2 separate regions of the Macaca mulatta genome follow, and region 1 is linked to region 2. The links are chromatin contacts, called in public Hi-C maps. All regions are on one chromosome and are shown on one strand. The core of a region is the stretch at or near the end of the contact, and the rest is flanking DNA. Distances in the headings are between cores, read along the strand shown.

Region 1 (6,688 bases), core at 4,136-6,635, 190 kb before region 2:
CTTGGGTCAGGAACCCTCACCTGATATATACTCAAACTACCCACCCAAAAAAACAGGGACTTGGGAGACAGGGACGGGGAAAATGGTCACATGTGTTTACCAACACTCTCATCATATCAAGTTCAAAGAAAATATTTTTTCAATTAGAGTGTTGCTAGGGAGAGAGCCAAATGGATCCACATAATAGCCAATTCCTGTGAACCAAGAAAATCACTATAATTGAAATTGAACTTTTATGTGACTATGACAAAAAAAGCTGTTGGTCTCCATCCAGCAGCTAAACTAGTGAGCCATCATGGAATTAAACCCTCCAGCCCCAGTTGAGCCCCTAGATCAGGGGTCCCCAACCCTCAAGCCACAGACTGCTACTGGTCTGTGGCCTGGTAGCAACTAGACCACACAGCCGGAGGTGAGTGAGGATTACCACCTGAGCTCTACCTCCTGTCAGATCAGCGGGTGACATTATTCTCATAGGGGCGCAAACCCAGCTGTGAACTGCACCTGTGAGGGATTTAGGTTGTGCACTCCTTAAGAGAATCTAATGCCTGATGATCTGAGGTGGAACAGCTTCATCCTGAAACCATCCCCCCATCAACCCCACCCATCGGGTGGATGGAAAAGTTGTCTTCTATGAAACTGGTCCCTAGTGCCAAAAAGGTTGAGGACCACTACCCTGGATAACTAAAGTCCCAGCCTACATCTTTGCTGCATCCTCCTCAAAGACCCTGAGCCAGAAGCACCCAGTTTAGTTAATTCCCAAATTTTTGATCCACAGAAATTGAGATAATAAATTTTTATCAGTTTAAACCCCTAAGTTCTGGGACAATTTGTTATTTAGCCATAGACACTAATACAAAGTATGAGAAGGGTAATTTTGCAAGAGATCTTCAAGGTATCTCTAACCTGATGATTCATATATGTCATCTTAAGCTAAACCACTTCACTCTCCTCCTCCTCCCTACTAAAAGATCAGGAGTCAGCAATGCCACACCAAGAAGGCTACCAATAACAAGAGTGAACTCTTTCCTCTTTCTACCATAAGTCAGAGTCTCCTGCATAAACTTTGTAGAGTAACCCTTTACCCTGCCTCCTACAAATTTATCTGTATACATAATCATCATCACCTCCTTCCTTCCCTTCCTTCCTGTCTCAGTAAGAAGTCTATCTAAAGTACCCTTGACCTGAACCCTTGTATTACATCCTTTCCAGTTCGTTCAGGGACTCTGCTTCACCAATTATTTTGCCTCATTCCTCTATCTTCCAATTTTCTTTCTGATGACTCTTTATCTTCAGCAAATAAACATGTGCTTATATCCCTTATATCTTAAAAAACAAACCTTCTCTCAAACTCATAGCTTTAGCTATCTCCTCTACTCCATTTACAACTAAACTTTCTGAAATAGTAAATGACATTAGCTATTTCAACATCCATATCCCTTACCCAGTGTGAATTAGCTTTACTTGTAAAACTGCTCTTGCTCGGGTCATCAACAATTTCTTAAGTGATATGTCCAATGGATACTTTAGTTGTCCTCACCTTATTTGATGTCTATAGATGTCTAATATTCATTCCTTTTCTCTAAACTTGGTTCTTCCACTGACTTTTGTGACTCTCTTGCCCAATCTTACTTCCCTGCCCACTCCTTTGAGGCGTATTTTTCTTCAGCCTCACCCTTAAATGCTGTTGTTCTCCATCCTCATTTCTCTTCTATTTTCACTCTACATTTTCCCATGAGTGATTTCATCCATTGCCATTGCTTTTAACTAACTTTAAATTTTGACTCCAAAATTTACATCTCAAGCTGGGTATTCTGCTTAACTCAGATCCATATATACAACTGCCTAATGACATTTCTTAGAAGTCACAGATGCCTCAGATTTAATGGATCAAACTGAACTCATCTCCAATCATGTTCCCCAATCTACTGCTCTTCCTATACGTCCTACCTCAGTAAAGGGCCCCAGAATCTACTCAGCTTCCCAAACCAGAGAATTCATTCTAAGCATCCCAAAAGTATTTATTAAACATTAATATATGCATAAAGATGATGGTGGCTAGAAATTACCCTGACTTCATTTTCCCTCAAGCCCACTAAATCCTATCCATCTACCTCCTTTACATCTATTAAATCCATCTCCATTTCTTAATTCCAATTTGCACTGTAGTTCTCATTTCCCACCTGGATAATTATAATAGCCTCTAACTGGTCACCAGTTTTCAAAGCTCACCTCCCTCCAATTCATCACCTAAACAGTTCCCTATCTGACCATGTATCTTCTATATAAGCTCCTCAAATTTTTCTCAAATTAAAATATTAATTTTGCTAAGTTCCCATAAAAATTTAAAATTCTGTCACTATCTTTAACATGAAATACAGTATGCTAAAATAAAGTCTACAAAAATCCTAGTTTCACCAGGCACAGTGGCTTACACCTGTAATCCCACCACTTAGGGAAGCCGAGGCGGGTGGATCACTTGAGATCAGAATTCGAGACAAGCCTGGCCAACATGGTGTAACCCGGTCTCTACTAAAAATACAAAAATTGGCCAGGCGTTGTGGCATATGCCTGTAATCCCAGCTACTCAGGAGCTTGAGGCATGAGAATTACTTGAACCCAGGAGGCACAGGTTGCAGTGAGAAGAGATTGCACCACTGCACTCCAGCCTGGGAGGCAGAGTGAAATTGTGTCTCAAAAAAAAAACAAAAAACAAAAAAACAAAAAAAAAACCCTAGTTTCCCACTGTACATTAAGGCAGCACTCATACAGAATCCTGCTTTACCAACTAAAATAATACGAAATTTTTTATTATAAATACACTTACTATATGAGTAATGCTCACTTCCTAGTCTTCTACATAAACCAAAAACATACTTGCTTATCAAATAAAGAAAATATATCAGTTCACAAAAATGTTACCTTCTAAGAGAAAATGCACTACTGTAGCGCTCTCCAGGGCCATGAAGACCATTACTCTATTACCGGAAGCCTGGATGTCTGACATATGATACTCAATAGCTAGTTATGAAATGAATTACAATGCTTCTTAATCATCTTTGATCATGTCTTCTATTATTCTCTGTAGAACTCATAAAAAAAACCTTGAGTTCAGCCATACACAATATTCTATGAAAAACAAACCAAAAGTCAACTACTTTTCTTCATTTTCTCAATTTCTTATTAAAAACACTTTACAAACATAGGCAGATTAAAGAGCAGGCAAAAGAGAGAACAGAATTTTGACACCTGTTAAGCAAAGGATTTCCTTGCTTTCTCCTGCCAGTGCACAGGTTAAGCACATGAGTTAATTGTCAATCAGGTATCAATAGCTCAAAAGTCAAGTAAAATGATTAACAGATTACATTACATATCACCACCACCCCACCCCCATTCCCCAGCAATATAGGCAGATTAAACCACAACTGAAAAAGAAAGTCAGAAGACCTAGCTACTTGGGAGGCTGAGGCAGAAGAATGGCGTGAACCCGGCAGGCGGAGCTTGCAGTGAGCCGAGATGGCGCCACTGCACTCCAGCCTGGGCGAAAGAGAGAGCGAGACTCCGTCTCAAAAAAAAAAAAAAAAGAAAGTCAGAAGATTTTTCTCTGAGCTTTAACTGAAAATTTGACCTTTTTAAAACTTAGCCAAAAATACTTACCCACGTTTTTATTTCCAGAGTTTGCAACGTTCTGTTTTTCCTTCTCCTTTTCTTCAGAAGGCCTTTCTGCAGCGTTTCATCTTAAACCTGGAAAGAATGGCATTTTAACCAATTATACAAGGTATTCTGGCTTTATGGGCAGCATAACTATTTCGGATTATATGATTTGGTTACTTAATCATGCACAAACAGGAGGAAACTCTTTTAGTCCAATATTACGTTTCCTTGTTTAAAGTTTCCAAACAAGAAATACGCCTAAGTATAAAATAAGACTACAACTTCCAAATTAAAGCCTTCCAAAGGTCCCAAAACCACTGTACTTAAGAGCATGAGTTTGGTAATCCAAGGTCCTAGAGATCAAATCCTATGTTTAAAACATACTCAAAATGTGACATTGAAAAAGTTTCTATCAAACTGTTGGGTCCTTGCTGGCAGAAACAGTGCCATAATGTCCTTCCTGGCATACTTTTTATCAAATGAAAATCCTGCAAAATCACAGGGTGCTTGGGAGTTGGTATGGCATACTGACTAAGGGACTGCAAACGAGTCAGATTACCTGGTTTCAGACACAGCTCTGACTTTGAACATGTTACTTTGTAGGTCTATTCTGTTCTTTCATCTAGAAAATGGGAATAGTAGACTTTACATTATAGGATTGTTATGATTAAATGTGATAATATATGCACATAATTATATGTACCACTCAAGAGTTACAAAACAAAGTATTCTGGGTATTCATCTATTTTTATACTTTGTATATTTAACTTGGAATAAAACAAGTTCATTGCTATGCACAGGGTGAAAGCAGCAACCACTAAACTGGTTGAAACTTACAGGCGCTTAGACTGTTATAAAGTCCATGATTTCCTTAAAGAGGAAATTTACATGAACTTTTACCTTTAACAAACGTCAACACTAAGGCCAAGAGGAAGGTAAAAAAATGACAACAACAAATACTCTCCGGAAGGAAAATCAACTTCTCTTCACCTTCCTTTGACCAATAGGAAATTCTGCTGAAACGTACTCTTCCAGAGTGCAGTGCAGCAAGCACCAATTCAGAATACAAAACACATCAATCCTGGAGAAGAAAGCGGGGGTTGTTCCAAGGTTTCCCCACCCTCGGTCAACCGACCCTATATTAAGCAGCATGGGGTCTACCACAACCCAGTGCAGCTGGCAAGGCTGAAGTCCGAGCCTGCGGGTGCACGGTCCTGGTCCTTCCCGCCGAGTCCACACACCAGCAAGTGGAGCACCTTACCATCACCCGCAGGAACCGCTCCTGAATCAAAGTCCCCAGCCATCCGACTGTCATGGCCCTTCCAGACTTTCTCACTGACCTCCAACCCCCGGTCTATAGGTGCCAGCCCTGCAGGTAATGATGGCAAAGGAATATGACAGAGTGGCCGCCGCAGCAGGCAGCCACGACGAAGCCAAAGCTCTCGGACTCCAACCAGGTTGATCGAGTTCCAGAGACACTGGAAAAACGGGCTGACGACCTCAACCCCGCCTGGCCCGGCCCATCCCCTCACCTGGGCGTGTGCCACTGCAGCCCCAAATCCCTCTGGCCTCTCTGCCCGGAACGCCGAGGGCCTTGGGCGGCAGCAGGGGCGGCGGCGGCAGCAGCACCGAGCCGGATGCAGCCTACGAAGCTCTGCCGGTGCCCACACCCTCTAGCCCCGCCGCCCGGGCCCGCCGCCCCGGTCCAGACCCTGGCCGCAGCCACCGACACCCAAGGGGGCGGAGGAGGAGGGGAGGGGACCCAACCGAGGCCGGGCGGCACTGCGCCTGCGTCAGGCAGTAACGTCACACGCCAGCGTCGCCGGCGCCTCGAGGTACGCCACTCAAGCCCTGCCCAGGAATCCGAAGGCGTCCCGCCCCATTTCCTCCTCCCCAGGCTGCAGACGGAGCCAGAACGCTGAATTTGAAAGTCACTTTGCTACCCTAACAATCCAAAGGAAAAGTTAGTGCCTTCCTGATACCAGGAGACAGATAAGCCCACTTAGGAGAAGGAGACTAACGAAAAAGGAGCATCAGATGGGTGTATGACGTGAACTGAGTCCTTACGAAATAGAAATGCTTTTATGACATGATCAATAAGGAAGCTCGATTGTGTGAAATGCTGCCACGCTGAATCTCTCAACTAAGACTAATATTATGTTGATGATATTAATGAAAAGTAATTTGCTGCTCTCTTAAAGAGAAAGGCTCTTAATATTATTTAGCGGGTCAACCAAGGCAAACGATTTCTTGGAATTAGAGGCATGTCGCCGATATTTATCTGCGCACCTGTTATATACAAACTATCAGGGAGAGAAAAGTGGAAAACACTAGTATACTAGCAATAGTAAACAGTGTTCAGCAGGGCTTATTGACTAATCCTCCCAAAATCCTGTAAGACTATTCTCATCCCCATTTATCTCCATTTCACAAAATGAAAAACTAAGACGCAGGTTAAATAACTTGCTAGAGAACCAGGGTTTGGACCCAAGAAATGTGGCTCCAAAGTATTACTGTATACTGCCACTCAAGTTCTAAATGTCTAAATCTCTAGTTCTGACTTCCTTCCGTTGCTGAGGTACTTACTACAACCTTAGTATTTCCACGTGGCAGTTCCACTCTCACTTCAAAAGGAACAGATATGAAACCAAATTTAAGATAATGCCAGAAAACACAGGAGATACCACAATTAGCTGTTATTGCATATAAGGAAATAGAGGCCCAGACAGAAGTGGTTTATGGAAGGACTGGATGAAAACCAAAAGAAGAAAAGCGTGCACTGTGTTAGTTACTTCCTCCTGCTACCTGGACACTGGCCTTATGTAAATTAACTCTTTAGAGTTTATTTCTGCCCCTCTACGAAGAAATTAATTTCAATTGTCTTTTTCAACATCTGGAAGATTTCTAGTCATTCTTAATCTTTGTTCTCTAATAAGGGAACCCGCACAAGGATTCAAATTTGCTACAGCCAAACTTCGGACTTTGCCCAAGAAGGACATTGTGCAAGTACAAGTTCTCTGGACTAGAAATTACCTAG
Region 2 (6,512 bases), core at 1,231-3,730:
TTTAAAAAGCAAGCAAATGCATTTATAGGAGAACTTCTACTTTTTTTTTTTTTTTTTGAGACTGGAGTCTCGCTCTTGTGCTCTTGTCGCCCAGGCTGGAGTGCAGTGGCACGATCTTGGCTCACCACAACCTCCGCCTCCCAGTTTCAAGCAATTCTTCTGCCTCAGCCTCTGCACTGGGATTACAGGCGCCTGCCACCACGCCCAGCTAATTTTTGCACTTTTTTTTTTAGTAGAGATGGAGTTTCGCCATGTTGACCAGGCTGGTTTTAACTCCTCACCTCAGGTGATCCACCCACCTTGGCCTCCCAAAGTGCTGGGATTGCAGGTGTAAGCCACTGCGCCTGGCCAAGGACTTCTGCTCTCAAGAAGGGGGAAGAAATGTACACTGTTAGGAACGCTTTACCTGTTTCTGTGCTCTTGCTACCTTCAGAAAATTGCTAAGTCTAACTTCTACACTGTGTCTAATAAGAAGACACTGTTGAGCAGGAATTCTTACAGATAACTGTATTTATATTTTAAATTTTTTTTCATACATTGAAGTGTTTGCTTTTCATGCCTGTTTTTTTTCTTCGTGGTTTCTCCTATTCCTTTTGAGATCAGAAAGTTCTCCTCTGTTATGGGCTGAATTGTGTCCTGCCAGAATTCACATGTTGAAGTCCTAACCCCCAGTACCTCAGAATGGGCCAGTATTTGGAGATGGAGTCTTTAAAGAGGTGATTAAGTAAAATGAGGTGATCAGGGTGGGCCCTAATTCTATATGAGTGCTGTCCTTATAAGAAGAGGCGATCAAGACACAGGCACAGAAGGAAGACCATGTGAAGAGAGGGAGATGGCCATCTACAAACCACAAAGGGAGGCCTCAAAAGAAACCAACTCTGTGAACACTTTGAAGTCAGACTTCTAGTCTCCAGAATTGTGAGAAATTAAGTATCTGTTGTTTAAGCCACCCAGTCTTTGGTACTTTGTTATGGCAGCCCCAGGAGACTAAGGCATTGTGTAAGAGTAAACCTTGGTGACTCCAGCATTGGTATAGAGCTTCTATCCATAGTCCTCTAAGGCAGCAGTTTATAAACATATTAATGTAATTATAAAGAAACTACAATCTTAATAATTCATCCAACAAACATTTATTTAGCTTGTCCTGCATATCAGATACTGAGCTAAATAGCAAGGACAAAAAGATGAGCCCCTGAGTAGCTCAAAATAAATAAGATCCCACATCACCCTCAAGGGATTCATAGTTTAGAGGAAACTGGCACATACAGAGTGAATTTCAGTATTGTGTGATCACTGGTAAGACTGTGGTATACATAGTGTGGGTAAGGACCAGAGCCTGTGGGAAATCCACTGGGACCCAAGAGGGCTGTCACACTGGAGGCCACAGCTAACCTAGTTCTCTAAGGAAAAGTCAAAGTGTGGCAAATGAATGAAGAGAGACATTTCAGTGACAGGAATGCCATAGACAAACACAGAGAAATGGGAAAGTATCTAGCATGTCAGTTGATGACTGAGAGTTTGGGGTAACTGCAGTTAGAATGTGTATGAAAGAAGGTGGGAGGAGAGATTGAAAATTTGGATTTTAACCTGAAAGTAGTGGGAAGCCACCAGAGATTTTTAGAAAGAAAAGTCGTGATCAGATTTTGCTTTGAGCATGGTCTTTCCAGTAGTACAAAGAATGAAACAGTATGGGGAGAGGTGGGCTGCAGAAAGGCTGGATAGCAGGGAGAAGCAGGGGAGCCTGAATTGAGGCGGTGGTACCGGGTGGAGAAGGGCAGTCCTGCTTTAGAGATAGTCCAGAGGTGAAATTGAACAGGTCTGCTAACCTACATTGTGAAAATGTTAACACTTGTTTATGTACTAACAACTGAAAAGCACTTCCAGGCATAACGCACTATACAATATTTACTTGTTTTTGTTTTTCCTGTATTAGATGTATAAATGATTGCTTCTTTCAACATATAGACTTGCCAATTTAATACACAATATTTTACTTACTTTTTAAGAATTAAATTCAAAGAAGCCACATTTTCTTGTGTTTTGCTTAAATTTGGGAAGAACTGTTCCTCTAAAAAGTACAGTATAATTGGATACAGTTAAATAAATTTTATCTCATCAGAGCGTGTCCAGTATTTTTGTGATTTTTCCAAGTTGGACTTGCTGGAAAGCCGTCTATTTGAAGCAAGAGAAAGTCTGGGAGAACACACTCTTCCGGATCTAATCTAAGTTTTCTCACTACCCACCTATCATAAGTACTTTTTTCAGTCTCTCTAGGCCAAGGCTTTCTTATTCATAAAAGGACCAATAGACTCCTTGATTCCTAAGATTCCTGCTAAGATTCTGTAACTCTTTCCTCCCAAAAGAATGACTGGTCTTGAATTCCAAAATGCAATTTTTCTGCGTGTGTTTTAAAAAGAAGACTGCATGTCGCTGAAAAATCTTCCTTGGAAAGTATATAAATCTTATTAGATGCTTTTGAGATTCATTAAAAGAACCGAAGCATCAGGCACGTTTAAAACATTACCAGGCTGGATGGAGTACGAAGGCACTGAGGGCAATGTACTTAAACCTCCGTAGGTTCAACCAAGTCTCACTGGGCGTAACACAACGAACAAGTGATGCTTTTTGAAACAAATTTGGAGAGTTGGCTGCAGGAAAATTAACAAGCCAGTGGATTTCCTTTCCCCTTCCTTAGGAAACTTGTTTCTGTAGATGCAAAAAGGGCCCTAGATCCTCTGGAAGAGAAAGAGGCGAGTGGGGAGGGGAAGTTTCTCTGCTTTCTTTACTCCCCACCTGCGGTCTGTCTGATTTCCTCTCCAGCTCTGTCTGATAAGGAATTGATTCTCCCCCTCCTCTTCCCCCTCCCGCCCTCCCTCTCCTTCTCCCTGAGTAACGATGCTGTCCTAGCAAGTGATGCTGTCGGAGACAGGAGACAGGCGCCGAGGAGGCATCGCCGCCGCCGCGGGGCTGGAGAGCCTCTCCCAGCACCAGCGCCCCGCTCGGCCCCGGGCTTCCTCGTCGCAGCCACGGCCGCGGCGGTTGCTCCCACGTTTTGATGGTGGGCGGCGGCAGCTCGGCTTCGGCGCCAGCCTCTAACTGCTCGATCGCTGGCCGCACCGCTCTCCGCTCCTGCCTTCCCGCCCTGGGCCGCCCGGGGCCGCGGAAGCCGCGGGAGGTGGGGAAGGGGCGCCCCGGGAAGACCGCACGGCCGCGAAGGTGGAGGAGGCCGGCAGCTGGTACCCCCACACCCGGACCGCAGCTGGCGCGATGTCCACCAAGGTCAGGAAGTGCAAGGAGCAAGCAAGGGTGACCTTCCCCGCGCCGGAGGAGGAGGAAGAGGAGGGCGAGGACGAGGGAGCGGAGCCGCAGCGCCGCCGCCGGGGCTGGAGGGGCGTCAACGGGGGGCTGGAGCCGCGCTCTGCGCCCTCGCAGCGGGAGTCGCACGGCTACTGCCCGCCGCCCTTCTCCCACGGGCCGGACCTGTGAGTACCGGGCCCGGCCGCGGCCCGCGCCTCGGAGGGCGGTGCCGGGCGGGGGGCGGGAAAGCGCGCGCCGGGCGGCTCCACGACGTGCCCGGGACCTCCGAGACCCACATGGTACGGCCGGGCAGTTCGATTCGGGGTGATTTGGACGGGACAGCCCTCGGCCGGAGGCTCGCCCCCTCGGTCCCGCGCGGTGGAGGGACTGGGGCCGCCGAGTGCGTGGCGGGGGCTCTGTCCCGGCTCAAGCGCACGGAACAGCCCGCAGGCGGGCACTCTGACTTCAGACCGGCATCCTGGCGAACAGCCACTCCCTGCCCTAGAGCCCAGGAGCTCGCACGACTGCCGCCAGGGCTGGGCACCCCTTGGAAGACGGACCCCGGGGTCCTGAGCTTACCTAGGGAGGCCGAGGAAGGTTAAAAGATGTGCACAGACCCAGGCGCGCACTTGAACCCCGAACTTCTCCCGGGTGTCCCAGCATGTAGCCACGCTGGGAACTTGGGTCCCCTCCGACGCTCTAGGACGTCGGGGGCGGGGGCAGAGAAGTGGGGAGTAGGGAGGGGACAGTGCGATACAGGGTGTGGGTTGAAGGTTTGTCCAGGCGCCTCGTCTGTCTGTGGTTCAGGCACAGTTGGGGTGAAACTGGAACTGAAGCCCTATAGGGTTCCCTGAGGGAAGAAGTGGGCATCGGGCAGCCAGGGAACCGTTTTAGTGGTAACTTTGGCCGCGGTTCCCGGGCGGAGTGGCTCGCGCCCCGGCACGGGGGCTCTCTTTTTCTCTTTCTTTCTCCCCCTCTCTCTCTTTCTAAACGAAGGAGCGGTCGGCGCGCTAATGCATGAGAAAGAGCAACTTTTCTTAATTTCCAATCTTGGAGACAGCTTTTAATCAGTGCGAGACGCAGAGAAGATAAAAAGAGGGTGATCGGTTTCACAGGGTGAGATGCTCTGTATTTTTCCTGTCACGTACACTGGGAATGCCGCAGGGCTTACTGTCTTTTTTAGGAAGAACGCTCAGAACTAGGTAGAGAACTTGGGGTCGGATGGTGGCGGGCGGCGCAGACCGGCTGAGCCGGGGAAGTGGTTCTCCAGGGTGGGGACAGAGGTTCTGCAGCGCCCCCTGCTGCCGGCGAGCGGCCCACCGCCCGAGGCCGAGACCTCCGGGTTGACCCCTGCACCCCATGATCGCGCGCTGCCTCGCCCACGCGGAGTCTGCGCCTGGTCTGGCTGCACCTACCCGTAGAACACAGGAACACAATCAATGGCTGGGAGTAGATCCCTCAGGGAAGAGTTCTGATTTTAAATGAGCGACTCATCCGGATATGGTTCAGTTATTGCTGAAGATAAGCATGGAATGGAAACGGCCCAGGAAATGGAGGGAAGGTACATCCTTTGGGATTAAAGCGCCACCAGCTCACTTCCCAGTCTCCCTAAGGTTTTAAAACATTGTCCATTTTTCCTTTTGCCAAATTAGTTTTTATAACCTAGCTGTTTCTTGGTTCCTTTATAAAATTCTTCTTTTTTTAAAAACCTTAAATCCTTCCATTAGACACCTGAACTCTTATCTGAGGAAGTAGGGTGGAGCAGAGATTATTCACTTTGCTTCTGAAATTTGAGGCCAGTTACACAAAGCCCTGGGGCAAATTCTATTGTAGATTTGCTGTCTCACTGCTAATAGAACATCTTTTGTATATGTTTGCTAACTTTACATAATTCAACAAGTAAATGTTGTGGTGTACTTATTTTGTAGAGGTCAAGAAGAAGACCCAGTCATTTTTAAGGAGATATACATTAAAAACTTTTCTTCTAGAGGCGGGGCAGCAAGCTCTTCATGTTTCTTTCAGGCTTGTCACTTGGTAACATCAGAGACTAGCTTGGTCTCTGTAACAGAGATCAGCTGTTTATTCCACCTTTGAGGAGAATACGGCCACTGTTTAATAAACAGTGTTTATTGTTGTTTAAAAGTGAACACGACAGCCTTAGGATGGATTCCGAGAAGGATACCCAGGGTCATTTCAGTAGACAAAACAGCATAGCTGAATTTAAAATTCGGCAGGATGCTGAGGATACAATCCCACCTTTACCAAGATAATTTCTCAGGGTAATTCTGTTGCTGGTTTCACTGCTCCCTGCTCCCCTATTCCATGTGGAAATTTTAAATAGACTGACTTGGTAGGAAAACTGTCACCTGCTGTATCACTAACAAGATTATTTTTACCTGTTGATAGAACTCTTGATTCAACCACTGATTCAAACCAAGACTTCCTTCATCCCAGTTGGTTGCAAACCTAGGACCAAGTAATATGTCATTGTAGTGATGGCCTCATTTTTTAATAATGTTTCAGTTCAATATATCTGATGAATTCCAAAAAAGGTATTGGAAGGCAGTTTTCATGAGTCTCAATTCAAGTGTTTCTCAAGCATGCATATTTGCAAAGTGTGGGCTAGGTACAGCAAGCCACAAAGATGAGCATGACAACTTTCCTGCGCTCAAGAATTTTAAAATCTCATGAGGGAATGGTGGGAATGAGACTGGGCATGAGCAATTATGCTGTAAGTTATAGTAAAATCAGTTCCGTTTTCAAAAAAAAAACATACAAAGAGTTACAAAGGGTCAAGTGCAAAGAAGAGAAGGACAACGTTAGGTTGTGGGGAAATCAAGGAAACCTTTATGGGCCTTGAAGGATAGATAGGACAAGAAGCAGAGACAAGGTAAATACTTAATTCAAGTCCTCTCTTCCCCCACAATGCCAGGCGTGTCTAAGGAATATAAGTTGGGTTTGGATGGAATATAGATATGTGTAGGGGAGCAGTGATATTTAGCTGGACATGTTGGTTTGAGGCATTAGTGTGGAGGATCCTATATGCCAGAACGAGGCACTAGGGAGCCACTGATTGTTTTAAAGTAGCAGTAATTTGAGCAAACCCACTCTGAATTGAAGTGACAATTAATAGAAAGTGAAGAGACAAATTAGGAGATGACTGTAACTCTCCAGGCTGAGATTAGGCTCTGTAATAGTGTAGTGTTGGTGGAATA

Evidence for each region. A called contact is a pair of places that touch in the nucleus more often than the background predicts.
Region 1: a contact with region 2 is called in a Hi-C map of fetal cortical plate, with 2.6 times the contacts expected there. The contact joins the promoter of BLTP1 here to the promoter of TRPC3 in region 2. A contact is called at or near these places in 2 of 14 Hi-C or Micro-C datasets (fetal cortex germinal zone and fetal cortical plate).

What each region holds. Positions count from the first base shown.
Region 1 is chr5:130,968,271-130,974,958 of T2T-MMU8v2.0, reverse strand. It overlaps BLTP1 (bridge-like lipid transfer protein family member 1), which reads right to left and starts at 5,385. Exons shown (of 86, transcript XM_078002230.1): 1 at 5,184-5,385; 2 at 3,655-3,741.
Region 2 is chr5:130,773,668-130,780,179 of T2T-MMU8v2.0, reverse strand. It overlaps TRPC3 (transient receptor potential cation channel subfamily C member 3), which reads left to right and starts at 2,480. Exons shown (of 12, transcript XM_002808420.4): 1 at 2,480-3,482. The coding sequence starts at 3,268.